Linked DNA regions of Macaca mulatta: region 2 is linked to region 1. A link is a contact called in public Hi-C data. All regions are on one chromosome and are shown on one strand. Each heading gives the region's core, a stretch centred on a gene start, on an enhancer-like site or on the middle of the called end of the contact. The rest is flanking DNA. Distances are from core to core; before and after follow the strand shown. Region 1 holds the start of ST3GAL3 (ST3 beta-galactoside alpha-2,3-sialyltransferase 3). Region 2 holds the start of PTPRF (protein tyrosine phosphatase receptor type F).

Region 1 (6,817 bases), core at 3,752-6,251:
GCCATGTCCCTAAGGACCTTCTCTCAGGTATACCCATCAGACCTTTCATTCAGCCAATATGCTTGTGTGTTAACCTCCCCCCCATATACCAAGCCCTATGCTGGGAATACGATGAGGACTTGGGGTACTTACCTGCTTCTGGAAGGAATAAAAGTTCTGAAGTACTTTGTCAGGTCCCATGGTAGGTGATCCTTTCTCATCTTTCTTGTTAAGAACATATTTCTTGGTTGGGCACAGTGGCTCATGCCTGTAATCCCACCACTTTGGCAAGCTGAGGCAGGCAGATCACCTGAGGTCAGGAGTTCGAGACCAGGCTGGCCAACATGGTGAAGCCCCGTCTCTACTAAAAATACAAAAATTAGCCGGGCATGGTGGCATGTGCCTGTTGTCCCAGCTACTTGGGAGGCTGAGGCAGGAGGATTGCTAGAACCCAGGAGACTCCATCTCGGAGTCTCGCTCTGTCGCCCAGGCTGGAGTGCAGTGGCGCAATCTCGGCTCACTGCAAGCTCCACCTCCTGGGTTCATGCCATTCTCCTGCCTCAGCCTCCCGAGTAGCTGGGACTACAGGTGCCCGCCACCATGCCTGACTAATTTTTTGTGTTTTTAGTATAGACAGGGTTTCACCATGTTAGCCAGGATGGTCTATATCTCCTGAATTCGTTATCTGCCTGCCTCAGCCTCCCAAAGTGCTGGGATTACAGGCATGAGCCACCATGCCTGGCCAAGAAAAAAACATTTCTTATAGTTGAGTATGGTTCTGGTATTTTTTCATGGCAGAGCCCTGGAGAACCCTCAGGGGAACAGTTGAGGGAATTTAAGAAGGACTCTCGATTCTGGCACTTAACTCCTGTGTTTACTAAGTTTATTATAGCTTGATTTTTTTTTTTTGGTCACCTAGAAGCAGGAGAGGGCAGAGATAGGGGCAGACTTTGACTTAGCAAGGTCTTTAACATTTTTCAGCCCAGAGAGCTGCCTTGCTCTCTAAAACAGTTACTTTGTCCTGGTTCACTCTTCCCTGAGTAGAGGACAGTTACCTTTGTGTGCAGGTGGACCTTCCTTTCACCCTCCTTCCTTCCTGTTTCCTCAGAGCCAGGACTGTCTCCAGTTGGGTCCTCCTGCTGAAGGGGAAGTGGTCCAAGTGAGATGGACAGATGGCCAAGTCTATGGAGCCAAGTTTGTGGCCTCCCACCCTATCCAAATGTACCAGGTATCCATAGGTTCTACCTTTCTAGGGAGTGGGGGGTGCTTGATTAATTCTGTGCTTCCTGTTGGGTCAGAGGCAAGTCTTTGCTCTTAGGAGAGCTAATAGGCTGGTAACCCTTTCAGAGCTAGGGGTCTGTCCTGTGTCCAGTCTGCCAAATGTGAAGTAAGGTAGTCCTTATTTTAGTGTGCTAACTCCTTCCTTTGACTGTAGGAGACTGCCACTGTGCATGGGAACCAGGGAAAGAGTCAGGGATATCCTAGCCAAAAGGCCTTTGTTTCCTTGGTAGGTGGAGTTTGAGGATGGCTCACAGCTTGTGGTTAAGAGAGATGATGTATACACACTGGATGAAGAGCTTCCCAAGAGAGTCAAATCTAGACTGGTGAGTATTTTCTGTGTGTCCCCAGTTCCTGTCTTGGAGGGAGGGAACAAGGCAAGGATGCATCCCTTTGTATTTTTCTTAGGGTAGCTGACATTTGGCTTGCTTATTCTTCTATAGTCAGTAGCCTCAGACATGCGCTTCAATGAGATTTTCACAGAGAAAGAGGTTAAGCAAGAAAAGAAACGGCAACGAGTTATCAACTCAAGATACCGGGAAGATTATATTGAGCCTGCACTATACCGGGCCATCATGGAGTAGGTGCTTCCAGGGTCCAAGGAATTCCCAGCCATCCAGGCAAGAGCACTCTGGGTTCCACAGCACAGCAGACATGGAACTCTGAAGTCTCTGAAAGTGAAGTTGTAAAAAGAAAAGGAATGAAATAACCGACCCATCATCCTCCCACCCACCCTCATTGCATTCCGCTGTAGCGAAAGGACGAGCCGTTTCTGGGCACGTGGCAGCAGTCGCTGATCTGCCAGCTACGGGGCTGAGCACTGGAATGCTGTGGCTGCACTGGCCCCAGTCCATAGAGGGGTCAACTGTGCTGGCTGGACTGGCTGCCCTGTTCCTGGCCTAGGACTTAGCTTCATAACTATCACCTGCACCTACTAGGCTGAGGTGCTGGTACTTGCCCCAGCCCCTACTTTTGTATTTATATGTGTGTATGTGTGCGCGCGCGTGTGTGTGTGTATGTATGTTTGGTCTGGACCAGCTTCTGCCAGCCCCTGGCCTTTACTTTCTTCCTTGCCTATGCAGGGCAAACAAAATGTGAAATTCTGCCCTCAGCTGAGCTGAGTAAGGGCTCCTGGGGGTTGGCTGGAGATGGGTGTGGCATCTGTCCAGGCCTGGAACAGCCTCAAGACAGTGCTGGCAGAGCTGCAGTATTGAGATGCTAAGGAGCTGATGCCACCTCTTTGTCTTCCCCTGAAGGAGAACATGGGGATAACATGGGTGTGTGCCCACAACACTCTAGGTGCAGAGCCCCTGTGGCAAAGTATTAGAGGGTGTGGGTGGGGATTACCCTGAAGCGGGGATTTTAATGATGGAAGCAGGCAGAGCCTGGTGGGTGATTCTGTCAACAGAAAATTGCAATCATGCAGGGGCTTACTGTAGGGTTAGGACGAAAAAACTGGGGCCATTGGAGGCCCACTGTGGGTGGGAGGGAGCTGATTTTGGGGTGGGGGTGGGACTAGAGGGCAATACTGAAGGGGTTAAACAGGTTTTTGCTCCTCGAGAATTTGTTTGCCGGGCCCAGGGTTGGAGGGCTTCACACCAATACCCTGTGTATACAAGAATCAGATTTATAATACTTCCCCTTTTTTGTTACGTATGAACACTATAAACCAAATTATTTTGAAAACTGGTGCATCACCTTGTCCTTAGCAATAAAATGTGTTGAGCAGAGGATTGGCTGTCTGCCCCAAGGAGCCCAAGTGGTCCACGTCAGGCTGGGGGTGTATCTAGTCATAGGCTCTGGAGCAGGGCTGTGTTTTTGAAGACAAATCAGTAAGGCAGTCCCTAGGAAATTCCAGAGAGTGGGTCCTTTGCTTGTCAAGCTCTGTATTAGGCCAAGTATGGTGGGTCATGGGAACAAGGACACTTCTGGCTCTGAGCACCTCTTTGTTGTGCTTGCTCTGCCTTAGAGACAGGCAGGATGAGGTAACAGGAAGCACCAGACCAATGAGTCCTCTCAACAGAGTATCTCTCACTGCTGCCCCATTTGATACATCTTCGTTGAGCTGGCCTAAGTTCATGCCAGTATCTGTGTTATATACACATTGTGGAACCAGTGTGAAGAACGGGGTGCGTTTTAGGTGCTTGAAAAGCAAGGGACCCAACCTCCAGTGGGATCCTCAGATTGCTCTCCGAGCTGTCTAGTTGGTGAGAAGCTTCCCTGGGGGAAGATGCAATCTCCTTTGGCTGGTGGGTCCCTGAGGTCAAACTGGACAAGGATGGGGAACCATAGAACAGGGAGGGGGGCAATGAAAAGGTGCAGGACTTGGGCGCCCCGGAGCTGCACCGGCTGGCCCTTGAACAGCCAGGCACTTCCTGAGGCATGGCCCTGTCCAGGTGCGGGAGAGGCTTGGGTCAGCTCAGCTACTCTGGATGCTTCCTTGTGCCCCTGCGGGTGAGAGGTGGTTGCTAATGTATCTCATTGTGAAGAAAGGTGCAGGAGGTGATCTTTTTATGTCAGCTCCCTCCTGGGGCCCAGAGAGGGAAGTTGGCCTTCCCCCCCCCCCGCCCCCCGCCCCACTTGAGGATTCCCAGGGGATGTAGCAAGGGAGGCTGGGCAGAACCAGGCCTTAATGGATTGGTGAGAGAGCCCAATTCACTAATCCATCCATCTTTAAAAGAGAGGAACACTTCACCAGGCTTTTTACACAGGGTCCCTACCTTTCTCGATGACCCCACTTCCTCCAGCGGTGGGCGCTGGGTTTAATCCCAGCAGTTTTTACTCAACAGCTGACCAGTTTTCCAGAAACCACTTTTTATTTTGGTCAACGTAATAACTCTTAGGAAACCGCAACTCAGGTGATCCAAATCACACAGACCGGTCTATTCTCCCCCCTACTGGCTGCCTATGCAGTCGGGTCGACCTCGAGAACTGGCCCCAGTCAAAAGCGGCACCTCCTGGTCTGCCAGTCCCTTCCTGCCTTAGGCAGCTCCTCCCAGAAGCCTTTTTGTAGGGCAAACTGCCTTCCCTCAGTAAGGTAGGGCCTTTGGATCCAAGGTTGCAGTTTAAAGACCACCCCAGCTTTGTTGAGGAATACAGTTTTAAATCCCGCCCCAGGCGGATAACACCAGGGCTCAGCCGCAGGAATGAAAAACTGGGGTGGGAGGGCTGCAAAGTGTAAGTGGGGCTTGGAGGCCCTGTGCCATGCCCGGACTAAAAATGTTCTACGAGTCTCTTAACGCTCATCTCCGTGCCCCCTTACCCACCAGGGCCCACGGAGGTCTGAAGCTTTCGGCCTCAGTGAGCGGACTGGGTGCGCTCACAACCTGGAGGGCGAGATGAGATGTTCCTCGGTGTGAAGTGGCGGTGACTACCCCAGCACTTTGCGTTCCCCGCGCGGGCGACGAAACAGGCTCTCGAGGGGAGAGAGCCGTGCGTCCTCTGGGCCGTGAAGCCGGGGGAAGAGGGTTCCTCTAGACGGCTCGACGTGCCCGGGAGAGACACCCGCGCTGAACCTGCAGGCTGTGGCGCTCCACTAGCGCGAAGCTCTAACCCCGCACTTGCCGCAGCTCTGGTCCCGTGGTAGGCGGGGTGGGCGGGCTGGCAAATCCGCGGCTCCTGCGTCTATTGGCCTGCTCGGGGCAGCGCAGCTCCGCATTGGCCAGGTCCTCGCTCCGCCCGGCTTCCGCGCGCCCATTGGTCGCAGGCTCCCGACCGGGTCGCGGCCGCGCGCTCCGCCCGCCGCTGCGTCCCCACTATGGCGGCGCCCATGCAGCCCACCGCGTCGTGGGCGCCCGCCGGGGTCCCCCGCGGCTGTCGCCGCCGCCTCCGCCGCCGCCTCCGCCTTCCTGCCCCGCGTCGGGCCGGGCGCCACCTTCCCCCTGCCTCCCTCTCCGCTGTGGTAAGGGCCTGCCCAGTGCGCTTCGGGGCGCGATGGCTGACCGCGAATAACGGTCACCGCGCCGCCCCGCCCCTCCCCCGCCGGCCGCGGTTCCCGGGCTGGGCGGGGCGCGGAGCCCGCGCGCTAGTGCCCGGGAAGGAGGGGTCGGGGCACGGCCCAGTTGTCCTTCGGGCTAGGGGCCCGGTATGGGGATGACCTCGCCTGGGTGGGGGCCGCCGAGCCTGGGGGAAAGGCCGCCAGGACGCGGGCCAGGAGGTCTGAGGTCATCTCTGTGCGGGACCCCGCAGCGCTGCGCACCTTGGCGCAGAGCCCCGACACCATCATTCGGGCCCTGCTGTGGGAAGAGGAAAGAAAAGTCCAGGGAGCGCCTGAGCGGGAATCGGCAGCGTATGGGTAGTCGTTGTCATTGCTTACTGCTCTAGGGGGGGCCAGAACCGGGGTCAGTTTGATCAGCAAAGTACGCCTCTCTTGCTTCCTTTCCTTCTGGCACTTTCCCCCGTTGTCTCCTCGGTGCTTTTGCTTGCAAGAGAATATATCTTAGAGAGAAGAGCAGATTTGGTTAAGAGAGTGTCCCATGAACATTTTGGATTCCTTTTTACAACAATGTCCCTTTTTATGATTCCTCAGTAAGCCTCATTTTTGTTTATGTTTCCTTCACGTATGAGGAAGGAGTGAAATCTTATAACTGAATGTAATTAATTGAATGGGGGACCAGTGAAGGCAGCTATTACCTCAGGAAGTAAAATACTCAAAACTTTTCAGTGGATGTACTGTGAATTATAGATAGCTGGACATGAAGGTAGGAAAAAACTCTTACTAGGTTACTAAAAGTAAGATAGTCCCCATGACAAATTAGGTTGTTTCTAAGTCAGAATTATCTTGTAGAGATGATCACTGAAATGTTTGGTGTACTTTCAAGTCAACAGAGGATTAAAAGGAAGCTGGCACAGAAATTTATTACCAAATGATATTTTCAAATAATCTTTTAAGGCAATAACAGCTCCTCCTATGATTAGAAATTCTTAAGAATATTTTGAGATACTAAGTGGTGAATCTCTTCATTTCACATGTCTGTCTAACCATGGCTTAATAAAAATAAAATATTAATGATGAAACAAGGCATTCATGTTCTTAGAGACTAACAGACTTTGTATCAATCAATGGAACGCCTCTTGAGTATATGTTTTATGCAAGGCATTGACTGAGGGGAAACTCAAAACCATTTAAGATAAGAAACTTGTTCTAATGGGCCTATAATATAGTTGAGGGAATAAAGCACACACATGACAGTGATAACTATGATATGGTCTCTAGAATTCCAAGATGGTAGGTACTATGAGAAACCGGGAAAAGGAGAAATCAGTGTGTTTGAGGAAGGTTTCACAGGGAAGCTGAGGCTTGAATTGGGTCATGAAGAGTGGGTAGGCCTGGCTGGATGAAGAAGAAGTGAGCAGATGAGAAAGTGAGGATGGCAAAGGTGCAGGGGAACCTGAGATGCTCATGGGTGGTTGCAGGGAGTTTCTTAGCAGAAAAAGCAGGATATGAGGTTGCACAAAAGGTGGGTTGATGGCATTAATCCAAGAGGTACCTTTGTCCTGTATGGTGCAAAGAGTAAACAAGTAATAGAATTTATTTCCAAGGAAGCTGGAGCTAACTATC
Region 2 (6,808 bases), core at 4,116-6,615, 180 kb before region 1:
AGCAACATCAGTGAAAGCCAGAAAGCAGGGTTGTGGTGGGCTGGGGAGCGAGCAGGAGATGGAATAATAGAGGCGTCCTCTAGAAATGGCTCTTGGGTTTGTGGGGAAGGAGAACAGAGAGGCACTCGAGTCTCTCCCACTCTGGAGAGGCGTGTGGGGCCAAGGGAGGGAATTTTTTTTAGGATGGGAGAGACATGCGCATGGGCAGATGGGAATATGCTGTAGTGAGGAGGGTGCAGTGGACGGGGAATAGAGAGCAAAGCCTGGAGGAGCCGGAGCACCCTGAGCATAGGGGAGACACAGCGGAAGGAGGAGAGGTGTGTGGGTTTGAGGATTTGGTAGTGGGAGATGGGGGAGTCCTCCTGTGGTAGCTTCTGTTTTCTCTGGGAAACATGAGCAGAGTGTCCATTGAGAAATTAACTCCTGTATCTTTTCTCCCTGCCCATAGTGACTCAGCTGGAAGAAATGAAAGGCATTAGCCAGGCCCAGGCACTGCAGCTCATGCCTGCTGTAATCCCAGTGCTTCGGGAGGCCGAGGCTGGAGGATCTCCTGAGCCCAGGAGTTCGAGATCAGCCTGGGCAACATGATGAGATTTTGTCCCTCCAAAAAAAAAAAAAAAAAAATTTGTTTTTTTAATTAAAAAAGCATTAATCAGGCTTTTGCGTTCTAAGTCCTGGGCCTTTTTTCTCCCACCTCATACCTGAGAAAGTAAACAGGCATTTTGTAGTTCTCGTGCCTGAGCTAAGAGGGAGAATACCACTGTGTCTTGGGGAATTGATGCTTTGGCATGGAGGAGAGGGGCAGGGGGACAGGCATTCTCTATCCCACCCTGACCTGCCCCCACAAGAAAGTGGCTGCATGCGATTCGAAATGCCAAGGACTAAGGGCTGCAACTGTGGGAGAGGTCCTCTTGAAAGAGCTGGGATGGAGGGAGTAGAGGGTTATCTTCCCAAGGACCAGGTCAGACAAGTGAGGCCCTGAAGATGGGCAAAAAATAGCGGAAGCCCTGTGACAGTGACCACTGATGTCTGCAACAGCAGCAGCAGCCTGCAAATTCCTTCCACCTTTCTCTGCAAGGCTGTGGAGCATGGACTGACCATCTCTGGGACTGTGCAAACCCCTGGAGTTCATGGATGATCGGAGGGAGGTGAAGGGCAGCCATGAGTGATAGGGAAATCTTGCTGATCTGGTGGGTAGAGACTCAAGCTGAATTTAATTTGGTTTAGACCAACTAAGGGATGACTAAGAGGTATATTTATGTCATGAGTTTGCAGAGAGTGTCCAGTGGGCCCAGGACCTGGACAAAGGGTGAGCAGTGAGTGGGAGCTGACATCTGGCTCTCTCCTCACCCTGCACCCTGGGGCTGGAACACAGCAGACACACAACGACCACGTGGTGCTACTCGGCCTTCACAGATGAGCACAAGGACATCCCTCCCCCCAGGCCCAGGAGCAGGGCAGCAGGGTAGCCCCACATGGACCCTGTGCTCACAGTTTGGCAAACTGGACAGAGCCTTGGCTCTTCTCCTTCAGCAGCTATCACGCTCTCCCAGCCCTGGCCACCTGATCTCATCCATGTGGCTTCGGCACCTAGGCCTCTAGTTTCATTACCTTGGGTTTGTATCTAGTTCCAGATGGCGTACATGCAGAGATCTGGGCAGGCGGCTTACAGGCATTCTCTTGCCCTGCCTCAGCAAACACTTTGCCACATGTGGGTGAATGAGAGGGCAGATGCCAGTGGGTTAGGATTCTGAGACCCCTGTGTCCCTTGTGGGGTTTGGAGCAAGAGCCTGGTTGGTAGAACAGTGAGCACATCTGCTATTCAACCACAGGAAGCCAGGGGTCCCAGCTCACCTACCTTCCAGTACTGTGCTCAGTAGCCCTGGCAATGCGGGGCAGAGGGAACAGCGCTGCCAGAGCTTCAGGACTACCAAGGCCCAGGCTAGCAGGCACACAGGCCAGCGAACACCACGAGCCCCTCTTCTAGTGCATGCCAGGGCTACGGAAGACTGGGGCTGGATGAGCGCTCAGACTTGGTCAGGGAGCTGTTTCCTCACTTAGTCATTTATGTCTGATGGTTCCTTGAGCACGGATAGGAAAGTCAATCTTCATTCCTTTAACAAATATGTATCTATTGTGTGTCAGGACCCTGTGCTGACCACTGGGATATGACAGGGGACAAGGTGGACTCATTTCTCCTGCCTGCAAGGAACCTGCTGTCCATAGATCGGGGAGACAGACACAGATGCAAACAGTAGTGACAGCCAGGATGGCTTCCTGGAGGAAACAATGGTTCCAAACACATACAGTTGGCTCTGAGGTGCCAAACACACTAAAGGTAGAGCAAGTCTTTTTTTTTTTTTTTTTTAACGGAGTCTCACTCTGTGGCCCAGGCTGGTTCAAGCAATTCTCCTGTCTTAGCCTCCCAAGTAGCTAGAATTACAGGTGCACAACACCACACCTGGCTAATTTTTGTATTTTTTTTTTCTTTTAGTAGGGATGGGGTTTCACCATGTTGGCCAGGCTGATCTCGAACCCCTGACCTCAGGTGATCTGCCTGCCTCAGCCCCCCAAAGTGCTGGGATCATAGGCGTTAGCCACTGTGCCTGGCCAGTAGAACAAGTCTTAAGGGGTCTTATATTATAACTGCATGCAAGAGAAGTTAAGACCAGTTTGGCTTTGTGTGTGTGTGGACTGAAACCCAAAAGCCAGAAACTCTCTGCATGTGTCCCTCGTGAAGCCGTATGGTCTCTAGTCTCTATTTTTCAAAATTTGCAGGACTGATGACTGATTGGACAGTGATGCAGGAGGGAAGGTCTCTGCATGTCAGTGACTAAGTGACTGAAGATGACACTGCCTGAGACGGGGAGTACTGCAGATCTGGGATGGGCAGGACAGAGGAGGCTCTTAGTTATACGGATGTGGAGCTCACAGGAGCGGCCCAGACTGGAGATAGAGACTTGGAAGTCATCAGCATATGGTTGGTAGTGGTCAAGATGATCCAGGGAAAAGGGGCAGAGCAAGAGAAAAGAGGAGGCCTAGGACAGAGTCCCAGAAGAGCAGAAGAAGAGGTGGTAAAGGAATCGGAGAGAGAAGCCAGTGAGGAGAGGGTGGGCCAATGAAGCCAAGGAAAAGAACTGCTTTAATAACTCAGCAATGGGCAGGCATAATTGGCTGAAAGTATACTTTTAAAATTTGGGGGCCGACAGGAAAACTCTAAATCCTCAAAGTTCTGGAAAAAAAGGCAAAAATGCTTAAAGATGCATAAAATTTGCAATACCTCCCCTATGGTGCACCAAAATTACCAATTGTGAAAAACCACACACTGGAAATATTCTTTTTTTTTTTTTTTTTTTTTTTTTTGAGACGGAGTCTTGCTCTGCCGCCCAGGCTGGGGTGCAGTGGCCGGATCTCAGCTCACTGCAAGCTCCGCCTCCCAGGTTTACGCCATTCTCCTGCCTCAGCCTCCCGAGTAGCTGGGACTACAGGCGCCCGCCACCTCACCCGGCTACTTTTTTGTATTTAGTAGAGACGGGGTTTCACCGTGTTAGCCAGGATGGTCTACTTTTTTGTATTTAGTAGAGACGGGGTTTCACCGTGTTAGCCAGGATGGTCTCGATCTCCTGACCTCGTGATCCGCCCGTCTCGGCCTCCCAAAGTGCTGGGATTACAGGCTTGAGCCACCGCGCCCGGCCGGAAATATTCATTTTTGATCCGTTTGTCATCCAAACCAAACTGTCTGTCCAGAATCACCAGAGCCAGTCCCATCCCCTCCTCACACACCAGGGGGCGCACACGCACTGTTTGTGAATTCAAGTTCAGGACAAAAACAGGCAGTGAAATCAGGTGGTTACCAGAACCTGATCCCTCAGCCCAGATCCCTGAACATCACAGCAACCTTGCCCTGCACATTACCACGTGATCCCTGAATCCAGGCACCTCAACAATGTCCAAATTTTATTTCTCACCTGACTCCAAACTCAGGTGTTATACCAGAAACACCCCGCAGAAGAAACCCCACAGAGGAGAAATGTCATCTCTTCCTCTGCTCAGTTACCTGACCCAGGGCAGCGGGGGTAGGTTCCCCCAATCTTCATGGTGAAGCCTAGCAAGCAGTGGGGGAGAATGGGGGAGTGGGGGGTGGGGGGGGCGGGGCGGTAGATAGGAAAGAACTGGTGTGGCTTTGGCTGACTCTTCAGTAGTTGTAGCATGGATTGCATGGGGGCGGGGTCTGGAGGCAGGGGCTCTTGGGTTGAAGCTCATCAAATCCCTCTCATCAGTGGGTCTTGGAATAAATCTTCAGGTAGGTTGTTGGTTTCACCCAGACATTTCTAGGGTCATCATTTGAGTTTGATATGAGAAGTCAGAAACTCAATACTGAGATTTAAATTTGACTTAGAGGGCATTATCACGTCTTTAATTCCGAGGCCAATGTAAGGTTCACAGTTGGAATTGGTATAATATTGGGGTATTAGCCAGCCTCTGCTTGGGGTTGACACTAGGTCAGAGAAGTGGAGGGTGAGCATGAGGATGAAGGGGCTTTGTGTGGGGTTTCTGCAAAGCCAGTCTCATCTTGGATTCTAAGATTATTATTAAAGCTGGGTTGGTTTAGGGTCCTAAATGGTCTCAAGGTTGGGTGGGGTTTCAGGTCAGTATCTTTGTTTGGGGGTCCTTTTCTGGTGACTCAATCCCAACTCTGGAATTGAGAATCCCAATTCAGAGTGCATTGGTGTTGATCTGGGAATGGGAGAGCAGTACTGGAGTTTTATGTAAGGCTTGGGGTTCAGAAGAGAGAGAATTGGGGTCCATAGCAAGGTAGCTTTTGGACTTTAGGGTTCATTTAGGGACTGGGGGCTGAGCATTAGCACAGGGGTCCATTTAAGGTCCAGAGTTGGTGCTAACATCACTATCAAGGTTAGGGCAGGTAGAGTAATAAAGAGGTTTAGAGTCAGAATTGGTATTTGGGATCAGTACAGAGGTTCAGAACAAAATTCCTACTTGTGCTAATTTGGGGGCAGATTAAGGGCTTTGGATTCAATATTGGGTTTAGGGCAAGGTGTAGACTCAGTATCAGGTTCAGATCTGTATGGGGAGGAAATGCGGTCCTAGAATGGTATTAGGTTCATGCTAGGACTGGGAACCACTAGAAGGATCTGGATGTAGTATCAGAGTTTGGTCTGTCCATGTTCATTATTGGGGTTCGGGTTCAACATTGAGGTTCCGGTCGGTTTCGACTTGGCGTTGAGTTGTGGCCTCTCTGGGCCTCCGCGGCTCCGCGGCTCTACGAGCGAGAGTGCACGAGGGGAGGGGCGGCGCCGGGGGCGCGCACGGCAGGGGCAGGGGCGCGGGCGCGAGCGAGAGGGGAGCGCGCGGCTGGAGCTGGCGCGGGAGCGGCGGGAGCGGTGGCGGCGGCAGAGGCGGCGGCTCCAGCTCCGGCTCCGGCTCGGGCTCCGGCTCCAGCTCGGGTGGCGGTGGCGGGAGCGGGACCAGGTGGAGGCGGCGGCGGCAGAGGAGTGGGAGCAGCGGCCCCAGCGGCTTGCGGGGGGACATGCGGACCGACGGCCCCTGGATAGGCGGTGAGTGACCCCCAGGCCCCCCGCCAGCCCCCTCCGCGCCCGTCTCTTCCCCGTACTCCTTGCCCTCCCCGCTAGTCCACCCGGCGGAGCTGGGGGCGGTCCCGGGGGGACGAGGGCGCCGCTGAGGCCGGGCCGCGCCCCCACCTGCCGCGCCCGCAGCCTCGGCGAAGCCCCCCCCACGCCCCAGCCTGGCGGCTCCTCCCCGCTCACCCCGCGGCAGACGCGCCCCCAGCGCTGCCGGCTGGCTCGCTCCCCGCCGCCCCTCGCTGCCTCCCTCCCTCTCCGCCGCACCTTAGCCGCAGCCCGCCCCCCCTTCCCCCGCCCAGCGCAAAGTTTCCCGTTTGCGCTCTTGCTCCCCCTCATCAGTCCCGCCTCGTCCCCCCTTCTAGCGCGGACGCGCTCCGGGGGCGGCCCTCAGACCCCTCAGCCCCCGGCTCCGGGCGGGTCCAGGCCGCGCCCCCGCCCCCGCCGCACAGGCGCCCCCTCCCAGCCGACGGGGGATCCGCAGCCGGCGCGCCCGGGTCTCGCTCGCGGCCCCGGCGCACGTGCAGTCCCGGGCTGCGCCGGGCGCGAGTTTGGAGCCCCCCACCCCCTTCGTTCGCGAGCACGGGTTGGGGAGGGGCTGAACGGGTTGTGCCCGCCCCCAACCGGGTGCAACGCCCTGGAGGCCCTGGAGCGACCTGTCCCATGAGGACGTGGCCACTCGGACCCGCTCCGAAAGTTCACTCAGCGGCTGCCCCGCGTCCTGTCCCGAGCCGTGCCGGCTCCCCATCGTCGTGCCCACGTCTCTGTCTCGGCTGCTTTCTGTTTTCCTTGGCGTCTTTGCCTCCCCGTGTCAGTGCCCCTGCAATCCCAGGGTCTCTCCGGCTGTCTCCGTTCTTTTTCCCCAGATCACTCTGTTCTTTCTCCCCAGGTCTCTCCGTTCTGTCTCCCTGGGTCATCTTGTTCCCTGTTCCTGAGTCTCTCTGTTCTCTCCCCTTGGGTCTCTTCTGTTTCCTCTCCCTGGGTTCTGTCTCCCTCCCTAAGTGTCTCTCTGCCTCTTGTCTCTCACGCATCTCTTGGTGTCTCTGCACCCTCTGTGCTAGGCGCCCCCCCATTTCCCTGGAATGCTGCCCCTCTGGTTCTTCCACCTCGGAGGGGGAGGGGCTAGACTTTCTCCCCATTTCAAACCCCCCTGCCCCCCAGTGCAGGGCCCCTGAGTTGGAGCAGGTTGGGGGTGGGGAGCGCTACCT

What was found. A called contact is a pair of places that touch in the nucleus more often than the background predicts.
Region 2: a Hi-C map of fetal cortex germinal zone shows a contact between it and region 1, with 4 times the contacts expected there. The contact joins the promoter of PTPRF here to the promoter of ST3GAL3 in region 1. A contact is called at or near these places in 2 of 14 Hi-C or Micro-C datasets (fetal cortex germinal zone and liver).

What each region holds. Positions count from the first base shown.
Region 1 is chr1:196,956,036-196,962,852 of T2T-MMU8v2.0, reverse strand. It overlaps ST3GAL3 (ST3 beta-galactoside alpha-2,3-sialyltransferase 3), which reads left to right and starts at 5,001. Exons shown (of 11, transcript XR_013403186.1): 1 at 5,001-5,158. The region is part of intron 1 of MED8 (mediator complex subunit 8); the gene reads right to left. KDM4A (lysine demethylase 4A) reads left to right here. Exons shown (of 23, transcript XM_077960314.1): 21 at 1,088-1,207; 22 at 1,491-1,583; 23 at 1,701-2,943. The coding sequence ends at 1,841.
Region 2 is chr1:197,136,210-197,143,017 of T2T-MMU8v2.0, reverse strand. It overlaps PTPRF (protein tyrosine phosphatase receptor type F), which reads left to right and starts at 5,365. Exons shown (of 30, transcript XM_077960287.1): 1 at 5,365-5,576. The region is part of intron 1 of MED8 (mediator complex subunit 8); the gene reads right to left. LOC144337853 (a long non-coding RNA gene) reads right to left here and starts at 3,893. Exons shown (of 2, transcript XR_013411460.1): 1 at 3,566-3,893; 2 at 3,335-3,511.